2 separate regions of the Rattus norvegicus genome follow, and region 1 is linked to region 2. A link is a contact called in public Hi-C data. All regions are on one chromosome and are shown on one strand. Each heading gives the region's core, a stretch centred on a gene start, on an enhancer-like site or on the middle of the called end of the contact. The rest is flanking DNA. Distances are from core to core; before and after follow the strand shown. Region 1 overlaps Tram2 (translocation associated membrane protein 2). Region 2 overlaps LOC102549795 (a long non-coding RNA gene).

What was found. A called contact is a pair of places that touch in the nucleus more often than the background predicts.
Region 1: a contact with region 2 is called in a Hi-C map of the A7r5 cell line, with 4 times the contacts expected there. The contact joins two enhancer-like sites. A contact is called at or near these places in 4 of 12 Hi-C or Micro-C datasets (the A7r5 cell line, Schwann cells, liver and 1 more).

Annotation. Positions count from the first base shown.
Region 1 is chr9:30,911,698-30,916,704 of GRCr8, reverse strand. Tram2 (translocation associated membrane protein 2) reads left to right here. Exons shown (of 11, transcript NM_001399412.1): 11 at 1-1,081. Among named protein-coding and RNA genes, the nearest start is that of Efhc1, 42 kb to the right of the region's middle. Within about 2 kb of position 2,699, at least 15 of the 93 cell types and tissues checked have an H3K27ac peak or open chromatin away from gene starts, as enhancers often do. A contact at or near this core is called in the A7r5 cell line, where this site is marked.
Region 2 is chr9:30,858,183-30,862,937 of GRCr8, reverse strand. All of the region lies in intron 2 of LOC102549795 (a long non-coding RNA gene), which reads left to right. It also overlaps a transcript of Paqr8 not described here. Among named protein-coding and RNA genes, the nearest start is that of Efhc1, 12 kb to the left of the region's middle. Within about 2 kb of position 1,642, at least 7 of the 93 cell types and tissues checked have an H3K27ac peak or open chromatin away from gene starts, as enhancers often do. A contact at or near this core is called in the A7r5 cell line, where this site is marked.

The DNA of each region.
Region 1 (5,007 bases), core at 1,450-3,949, 53 kb before region 2:
TTCCCTGTAGCCCAAAGTTTGTGTGAGGAATGTATTTACTTGTACTCGCTGGTTTCAAGTCTTAGCTCATTGGTAACCTGTTTGGCAGTGCCTATGGTCTGGTAGCTGCAGAGCTCCTGGATTCCTGTCAGGGTTATCTCGTGTTCCTAGTTCCGCACCAACCCACCTCCCTGACCCTTGCCTTGCCTGCCTGCCCATTCCTGATATCCCGCTATTCCGGGTTGTGCAATAACCCTCCCAGTGGTCTTTTCCACAGGCCTTTGTCTCTTACCGCATCCTGCAGTAACAGGAGAGAGGGGACCTACGGGAGGTGTCATCATCCCTTACAGAAGCGTCAGTCCCTTCGTTGTTAGCTGTCATTCTCATGGTCTTGGGTGGGTTTCTGTGGCAATCTTATAGAATGTGCCCTATCGTCTAAGAAATCTTTACATTGTTTTCAAAAATAAAATAAAAAATGTGTTGAAGAGAAAAAAAAAAAAACCATCCTCAGACTGGGACAGTGTCGATGTCTGGGAATAAGATCAGTCTGGAGTCGCTGACATCACCGTCACCACCAAAGGCATTCCAGGGTTTCTTGTTCCTGTGCAAAGGATGGGCCATGTTTCCAAGAATCAGCCACAGTGGTCACAGTGGTGAGCCCTGCTCCCCCACAATGGGATCTGGCTGTGGTGGTGAGTGCCGACATTCTTTGGGGTACAGATTCATGTGTGATTAAACCTCACTTTTCGGTTACTCTGTTTGTCAAGCACCGAAAGGATGAGCGTTGGAGCTGGTGCCCCTGCGTGACTCACAACGCAAATGTGGACACATTGACTGTTTCTGCAGTCACCTGTTCATGTGATGGACCAAATTCAGCAAGGAACTCAAGGAAAATTCGTACCTACCGTATTTATGCTTTCTTATTAAAGGGCTGGGGGGAGGGGCGTCTTTTTACTTTTGGTGAAATTTTTATTGGTCCTTTTCCCACTGTTTCTGTCTGGTTTTAGAAACAAGCTACAGTTTTGTATGGATTTTTTTAAATGTACATTTTGAAACAAATGATCAAATATTTTCTGAATAAAGGGCATAGAAGTATTGGTCATAACGGTCTCTGATAGGATTCACTGGTGTGTTGTATATGGGAAGTTTTTTTTTTTTCTGTGTCTTAATTCTTCCATTTGTTTTTACTTTGAAAAGCCAAATCCGTGTCAACTTTAGTTTTTATCCAAAATGTTTAATTATGTAGTAATTGGGCTTTTTGTTTTGTTCTTGTTTTTTGTTTGTTTGTTTGTTTTTGTTTTTGCTTTGTTGTTGTTCTTTGCTGGTTTATTTGTTTTGAGACAGGATCTCACTGTGCATTTCTGACTGTCCTGGAACTCGCTGACCAGGCTGGCCTCAGACTCACAGAGATCCACCTGCGTCTGCCTCTGAGCAGGATTAAAGGTGTGTGCCACTATATCTGGCTGGGTTTGTTTGTTTGTTTGTTTGTTTGTTTGTGGTCTGTGGGTTCACAGCAGTAATGGGAGCTAATGAACCAGAATAGGGACAGACGCTTTGGTTCTCCCATTCTTGTGGGTAGTATGCATTGTTTTTATTTCGTCTAAAACAACAAAGGGGATTTCCTAACAGGTTATGTAAGCTGGACGCACCAGAAGGAAGGCCTCTGTTTTGGCTACTCTCCTGGGAAAGCATTCAGCTTTGGAAGGGACCGAGGTCTTGGTGTCTGTGAGTGTCCCCAGTATAGTAAGAATGGTGGCAACAGCGGTGACTGGTATCACGTGAACAGCCTCCTCTTGCACGAAGCTCTCTGTTGCAATTTCCAGACCCATGCTTGGGGTGTGCTCAAGAGATGTGTGTAGTTACAGATAGCAGTTAGCTGAGGGAAGCCCACAGCAGGTAAAAGTCATCCAGAGATTTACTCCAGGTGGAAGAGAGTGGCGCTGGTGGCGTCAAACACTGGTGCAAATGGCTTTCGGTCCAGCTCTGCATAGCACGCCGGGTGATATCCAGTCGTTAGCTCAGCCCAGTTCTCATCTGTCATGTGGGGTTCCCTCCACCTCCGGATGTGGTGATTGGCAACGGTGTTAAGGTCATGATACAAACAAAACTATATATAATTTGGTTTTGAGACAGGATGTTTTTTATATAGCTCTGGCTGACCTGTTACTGGCTTTTTAGCCTAGGCTTGCTTCGAATGGCAATCTAGCCTCTGCCACCTAAGAGCTTGGGTCAAGGGTATGTGCCAGCCTGCCTGCCTTTAAATTGGTAGTTTAGTATTTGCTTTCGAGACAGGGTCTTGCAATACATTGTCCTGGCTGGCCTCAACTGCTTTGCAGACTAGACTGACCTTGGGCTTAGTCTTCCTACCAGGCTCTGGGACTGCAGGCGTGCACAATACCTGGCTAAATTAATCTTAATAAACATGCTGTGCTTGTGTCCCAATAGGATATTAAAAAGCCACACTCCCAGGGGCCCTTGGAAACAATATTTAGAGAAATGGTCTTTACAATGGTTTGTCCTGAATATGTTGAAAGCCTGTTGACACAAAGCGAAACCCCTAAATGACAGACAGTATGCCCAAGGCCCCCTACTGGTGTATCTGGGCTATGTATACTGGACAGAATAGTGGCTGTTGGCCAGAGGCTCACCACCACCAAGCCTACCCACAAGGCAGCTTTCTTTTCTGCCCTGAAGCAATGAACTATCCTTATCGGTCTCGGGCATTTCCTTCAGTTAAATCTGATAGCTGTGGCCAGCTGCCAGTGTGCTGGCCCTGCAGCCGGTGACTGGTAGTGAGCATTCCGATTTCATTCTCCAGTGGCTTGTTGGAAAAGGCAGCCACCTCTTAATATTGCTTACTGACTCAGCGGTCATTCATCACCCGAGCCCAGGCTCCAAGATGCGTGCATGCATGCCAGTCGTGACAGAATCATACAGTACTTGATGGCATCTCACGGCCTCGTGCTCCTCAAGGTCTCAGAGAAGAGTGAGACCCACTCTGGCTTTCTAGTGAACAGTGAGGATGATGTTTCCACAGAAATGCCCTTCAGCCTTGGTCTGCGAAATCTCTTTCTTACCTTGTCAGGATTTATCAGGTCTTCTCGATCCTGGGTCAGTTTGGAAGGTGCAAGATGAGGCACGGAAAGAAAGCTTATGGGACAGGGATGTGCCAACCTTACAACCACTTTCTCCTTGACACTACAGTGAGCAAATAGAAAGGCCTATCTGTGTGGTATCTGGTAGGAAAGATAAGAAAGAAGTGGTCAGGACAAAGATTGGAGGGTGTGATAGTTTGAGAAGGGCCCACATAGGCTCATATATCCAAATGCTCAATCATTAGGGAGTAGCAATACCTGTGAGGGGTTAGGAGGCGTGGCCTTGTTGGAGAAAGTGTCATTCAGGCTGGGCTTTGAGGTTTCAGAGGCCCAAGCCCAGCCTAGTGGCTTGCTCTTGCTCTCTTCTTGCTGCCTGTGGATCCAGAGGTAGAACTCGCAGCTCCGTCTCCAGCACCGTGTCTGCCTGTGCACTCCTATTCTCCCCATCATGACAGCGCTGGACTAACCCTCTGAAACTGTAAGCAAGCCCCAATTGAATGCTTTCCTTTGTAAGTGTTGCCACGGGCACGGTGTTTCTTCAGAGTGATAGAATGCTGACTAAGAAAGACAGAGGGGGTATGAGTGCTGCCGCTTCAAAGGGGAGGCAGAGAAACTAAAAGATCATCTCTATCTCAGCAGAAGCCCAAAGCCATTGGGGAAAGACCGAGAAGCGTTTTCATGTGCTACCGACTATAGGCATCTGTGAAAGATTGACAGGTGCAGGCCTTAGCTTCTGTGAGCTTCCATCTAATAAGGGAGGCAGTGAGAATAGAAAATACAGATTCCTGGGGACTCTTGGGATGCTCTGGGTACTGTCACTCAACTTGCCAAAGTATAAGAGTCAGTCTTCACCTGATTGCCTTCAGATCAAGATGCTAGAACCCTCAGCTCCTTCTCCAGCATTATGTCTGCCTGGATGCCGCCATGCTTCCTGCCTTGATGATAATGGACTCTACTCTGAACTTGTAAGCCAGCCCCAATGAAATGTTGTCCCTTATAAGAGTTGCCTTGGTCATGGTGTCTCTTCACAGCAATTAAACCAGAACTAAGACAGTATGTATGTACATATTCGAGTGTGAGGGGGGGAGCATACTATGGTGTACACAGGGAGAGCAGAGGATAACCTTGGCTCAGTCCGTGTCTTCTTTGAGGTAGAGACTCTCAATAGCTATCGCACTGGGAACTCTGAGATCACTGGCCACAGACCCATCTCCCTAGCTCAGTTCTTTAGAATTTAGAAAGCACATCTCGGGGAGGGGCTGATTCTTACTTAAGATCAATCTAAAGGAAAGGGATTGACCTCCTTAATTACCAAGTACCTTCCGGGAGGGAGCACTGTGTAACACTAGATACCATGGAAGGGCAAGTCAGCCTGAGATGGCCCCCTCCCAAGAGACCCTTCTGAGGAAGGAAAGGAGGAGTTAAGGCAGTTGGGGCTCAGGACTGTGCACAGGATCTCTGTGGAAAATGACCTAAAAGCACCCTCAAGCCAAGTGCCACGTGTGTAAGGACAAGCCAGTCTGACGTGTGCTGTTTAGCCAACCCTGGCTCCAAACGATATTACTAACCACTGGAATAATATATTGCTCTCCGGTTTCTTGGTTCTACTCTTTAACCCTTCTTTCATACTCCAAAGGTGAAACACCCAACACAGGAGGCAGAGGCTGGGCCACACTTGTCTAGCACACACTAGGCCTGGGACAGCACCAGATAGGGCAGGCAGGATAAAGCCTGACTACTTAGACTGAAATAGATTTTTTTTTTAAAGTACTTATGACTTCAAGCAGCTAGAAATGATGGGAGGAAACAAAACATGGCTTCTTCCTGAGATTGCCAAGAGCTGAAATGGAACCTCTTGGACAAGCGAGGTGGATGTGTCTTAACTCCTTGCAAATGGCAAAAGCAGGGAGGCCCTTGGCAGCTTTGAGAGGAC
Region 2 (4,755 bases), core at 393-2,892:
GTGTGCGTGTGTGCACGGGCACGTGCGCGCGCGCACACACACACACACACACACACACACACACACACACACACACACGGCATGCTCAGGCATGTGAAAACCAGAGGGCAACCTCAAAGATCTCTCAAGAGCTGTCTACTTCATTTTGAAACAGGATCCCTCTGTGGTTTGGAGATTGCTAACTAAGCTGACTAGCCACGGAGCTCAGGGGTCCTCCTGTCTCCACCACCTCCCTCTCCCCCCTCCCCCACCTCCATGCCCTGCACTAGGATTACAAGTGTGCAACATGATGCCCATTTATTTAAAAAAAAAAAAAGCATGGGTTCTGGGGATTGAAGTCAGGTCTTTGGGCTTGCACAGTGAAGTATCCCTTTGGCATACTTTTTGTGGGACTTGTAAAAGGCACGGTGAGGATAACAAAGGGTGGGTAAGCGGACCTGCCTGTGGTTTGGGAACCCTGCCCTGATGCCTAGGAGAGTCTGTGATCATGGGAACTACGGAAGAAATGTAACGAAGGGGTTGGGGATTTAGCTCAGCGGTAGAGCGCTTGCCTAGCGAGCGCAAGGCCCTGGGTTCGGTCCCCAGCTCCGGAAAAAAAAAAAAAAAGAAATGTAGACGAAAACAAAAGAAGTTACTCAAGATACAGCAGAACTCCCTCTCTACCTCTGTGTCTCTGAGGGGGCGAAGCGCATGTCATTCCATTCTGGTGGACAGAAAGCCTTTCCAAACACAGAGGTGGCCTGCTCTGGAAAGAGATGATTGGGAGTCCAGAGACAGGATGCTGGCCTTTATATAGAACCCACAGCATCCTGCTCACTGTGAAACGGTGGGAACGACTGCTAACGGCCAGGCTGTGATATTATCCGAATATCAAAACCGGATGCCAAGAGACAGTCCATGGAACGTATGACAGATTTCCTTCGCTGTCTTTGAGAAAAAGAAGGTGGCTCAGCCTGGAATAGTGCTCAAGTTTACACGAACGGGATGCCCTTTACAGCGTTGTGCCTCCTGAAGACGGATGGAGAGATCATTTGAAACCAGTCGGTGGTTCTTAAAGCAGGTTTATGGTCTAGAGAGCCTTTCTGGGGATTATAGCTGAATCCTGGCACTGAACATGTATGGGATTTCATCTCTGGTTATCAGCCAGCCCAACAGTGGAAAAGTGTGGCCAGTGTGTGCAGAAATGCAGAGAAGTGCACACAGAGGTTTGTTTTTACTTACCGAGGGATGTGGGGGCAATCTACATCATACCCTTCTCTAGATTCAAAAGCTTTTCTAGTTCACATGATGATGTGGGGGGACATTTTTTTTCTATGCTCTCTTGATTCTGAAGGGGAGGAGTGGGAACTTTGGATCCAAAGACCTGAGTTTCTGTGAGATTCCGTTACCAAACCAGGTAGTCTCCTGTGTTAACATGATTTATGCCTCAATGCCTTATTGAACAGTAGGGGCAATAAAAATGGAAACTACTAACAGGCTTGTTATTGGGGAACGTGGGAAGGGATTGAGAGAAAAAAACCCAGGGTCAGTCAAGTATCATATAAGCTTTTAGTTATTTATAGACCCTGCTGACGATGTGTCATTCCACGTCTGCTCAGAAAATTACCCAGAGTACAGTGCAAATATTAACAGAATGAGGAAATGTTCGAAGTCTTTCTAGGAAGTGGAACCTAGCAACCTGGGCGGTTTAAAAATAGTCTGGGAACAATCTGCCATCTCCAGAAGTGTGCCCACAGGAAGGCAAGAGCTTGCTGGACCAGGCCCACGAGTCAAAGAACTTAACGGTGCCCCGGTTTTGTGTAGATGGAAGGGAGTAGAATCATGATGAGTAAGTGGTAATTTCAAAGTTGAGTGACCCTATCAGCCGCCCCCACATTCCCTGAAGTTACAATAAAGTCCCCCTAAGGCCTTATGTACTCCGTCCTAACCCCTAACTCTGTTCTCCCCAGTCTCCTCCTGAGCTGCCGCACTGTGGAGAAAACACAGCCAGTGCCCTCGCCTCCCTTTCACAACTGATGGGTCTGGGGATGCAACTCAATTGATAAAGTACTTGCCCAGCGATTAGAAAGCCCAGGCTTTGGCCAGAATCACTGCATAAAGCCTTGCTTGGAAGCCCGAGTCTCTGATCACAGCACTCTGGAGTCGTAGGCAGCCCGACTAGGTGATTCTCAGCTACCCATCAAGCATGAGGCCAATCTGTACTGCGTGAGACTCTGGTTCGAAACCAAACAGGGGCTGGGGTGATGGCTCAGCTCTTAAGAGCTGACGGTGGCTCTTGCAGAGGACCCCGGGGGTCAATTGTCAGCACCCACGTGGTGTCTCACAACCACCGGTAACTCGAGTTTCAGAAGATCCAGCGCCCTTTTCTAGCTTCCGTGGGCCCCTATACAAATTGGAAGCACACACACACTTAAAGGCAAAACACCACGCTCATAGAATAAACCGAACCAAACCAGCACACTCACCCCAGCCCTTCAGTCCACCCCTCTTCTCCTGGCACCGACTACTTCTAACACCAAATACTTCATTTACTCCGTTTTCTGTTTCTCTACAACTAAGGGGATAGTGCGTTTTCTTTGCTGCTGGGTCCCAGGCTAGAGCAAAGCCTGGTCCACGGCAGTCCTTGCGGTTTAAGGGATGACTCTCCGTGGATTCACATACGCAGTTCACGGGCTGACTGGGCTGCCAGGGCTGGCTGGGATCCAGCGAAAGGCTCTCCAGCACAGCCCTGGCTGGGCATTTGAGTCCGAGGAGGCAGTTCATACAATTCTCTCAACAGGAGAGCCAGTGTACCGCCGACCTTGTTCGCTAAGCCGGCGTCATCAGGTTACCCTACATAGTGTAACGTCTGAAGGGACTGTAGTAGAGCTCTTGGTATTCCTGTAAACTGAACACTGTTGATTTTGACTTTATGAAATGAAAGCAATTGGTTGCTTAAAAATCGTTAGTTCCTTACCCCGTCCCCAGGAAGTTTTGCACGGCATTATTTTACAATGAAAAATGTTTTGATAGCTTTTCCTCTTCCCCCCAGAAACACTGGTTATTAAATGAGTCTATAGATTCTTTTCTTCTCACTTTTCTACATCATCTTCAATAATCAGATACTGCTTTTTAAAAAGCAAAAAACAAAACAAAACAAAAAAAACCCCCCACCCTTCTACCGCTTTACGAAGTTTGCGCAGCTCCTTGAAAGGCCGAGGGACTGTTGTAAAGCTCCATCCTCCTACTCTTAGCACTTATCTGGGGGTGGGTTGGGGTGGGGGACCCGACAGCTTGGGCAAGGGACAATCCCAGTGACACATGAGGAGGATCTAGGGTCAGGCAAGATTGTCAGACAACTTTCTCTCGGAAGGACCCAACACTAATTTTAAGAAACTCGTTGGGTCTGACTTTGTGATCCACTCAGGCTGACTGAGGAGTGCACACCACTCTGAGAACCGGTGTGGAATCCGCTCAGTCTAACGGCGGAAGAAACGGTGCCGCCCACTGCCACTTAGGTGCTGTTCCGGACCAGAAGTTCCAGTGAGATTGTGAAAAGCGGCAGGCTGCGCGGGACTGCGAAGGACTGCAGATGTTTGGAGCTGGTCTGTGATTAGCTTGGGCCCTGAAGTTTTTCTGAAGGGAAAAAAAAAAAAAAATCTTTGAACGTTACAATGAGTTCTTGAAACGTTCCTGCCTTTCTCATTCCCTCCAGATCAGCAGTTCTCAACCAGTGGGTCGCGGCCCCTTTTGGGGTCAAACGACCCTTTCAGAGGGATCACCGTCGGAAAACACAGATGCCACAATTCATAACAGCAAAATCACAGTTATGAAGTAGCAACGAAATTTTATGGCTTGGAGTCACCACAGCATAAGGACCATGGAAAAGTTGAGAGAAAAGAAGTTGACTTTTTTTCTAAACTTAACACGTGAACACCCACATCCCTTTCCTGAAGGACGTGGGCATTGTGTTCCTGAAAGTTCTAGATTGCCTTTTGTAATTCATATTTTATCTCAAAATAATGTAGGCCATCAGTTCAAAAGGCCAAGGTCTTTAATAAGATTGTAACGTAGTTAGGGAAATTTATGCGATTTTATTGAAATCCGCAGAGAAATCAACTCTACGATTCTTCGAAGCGTAGTTTGCTCTGCCTACAAGTAGAGAAATTAGCAGTACTTATTTTTGAAAGTTTTTTTTATCTCTTCCTAGTTGTAGATGGATGTAGTGTTCAACCTCTTCCAGCTGCCAGTGTCAGACCAAAGACAACCCAACTTTAGAATGAGCTTTGGGTCCAGGCAGCCCTGAACAGGCGGGTCCAAGAGGGTAGCTTTCTTTACATGATCAACACGACAAAAATATTCACGTACAAAATCTGTTTAATGATTACTCACGTAAGTAGGTTTATAGAGACAGAAAAGAATTCCACACTTTAACCAAGCAAAACATAGTTCTAGTGGCGAAGCCCTGGCAACAGGCGCTGAGAGAGCACTGAGTAAGACAACATCGCCCTCTGGAGGATCCAGGTGGAACTACAGAGCAGTGACCAAACAATAATGGAGGGCGACAGAGGGCCACACTGCCCTCCTATCAGGGCTCTGAACTCTGTTTCAAGCTTCCAGTCCATGGCTTGCACTATGTTATGGAGAGACTTAAGGGCTGAAATTGTAACCCTGACATCTTTAAGAACTTGGAAATTAGTTTTATTAGAATTGGATGTGGTGTTGGTGCAGCCTGTAATCAATCCCAACCGACTCCTTGGCGGACTGTGACGAGAG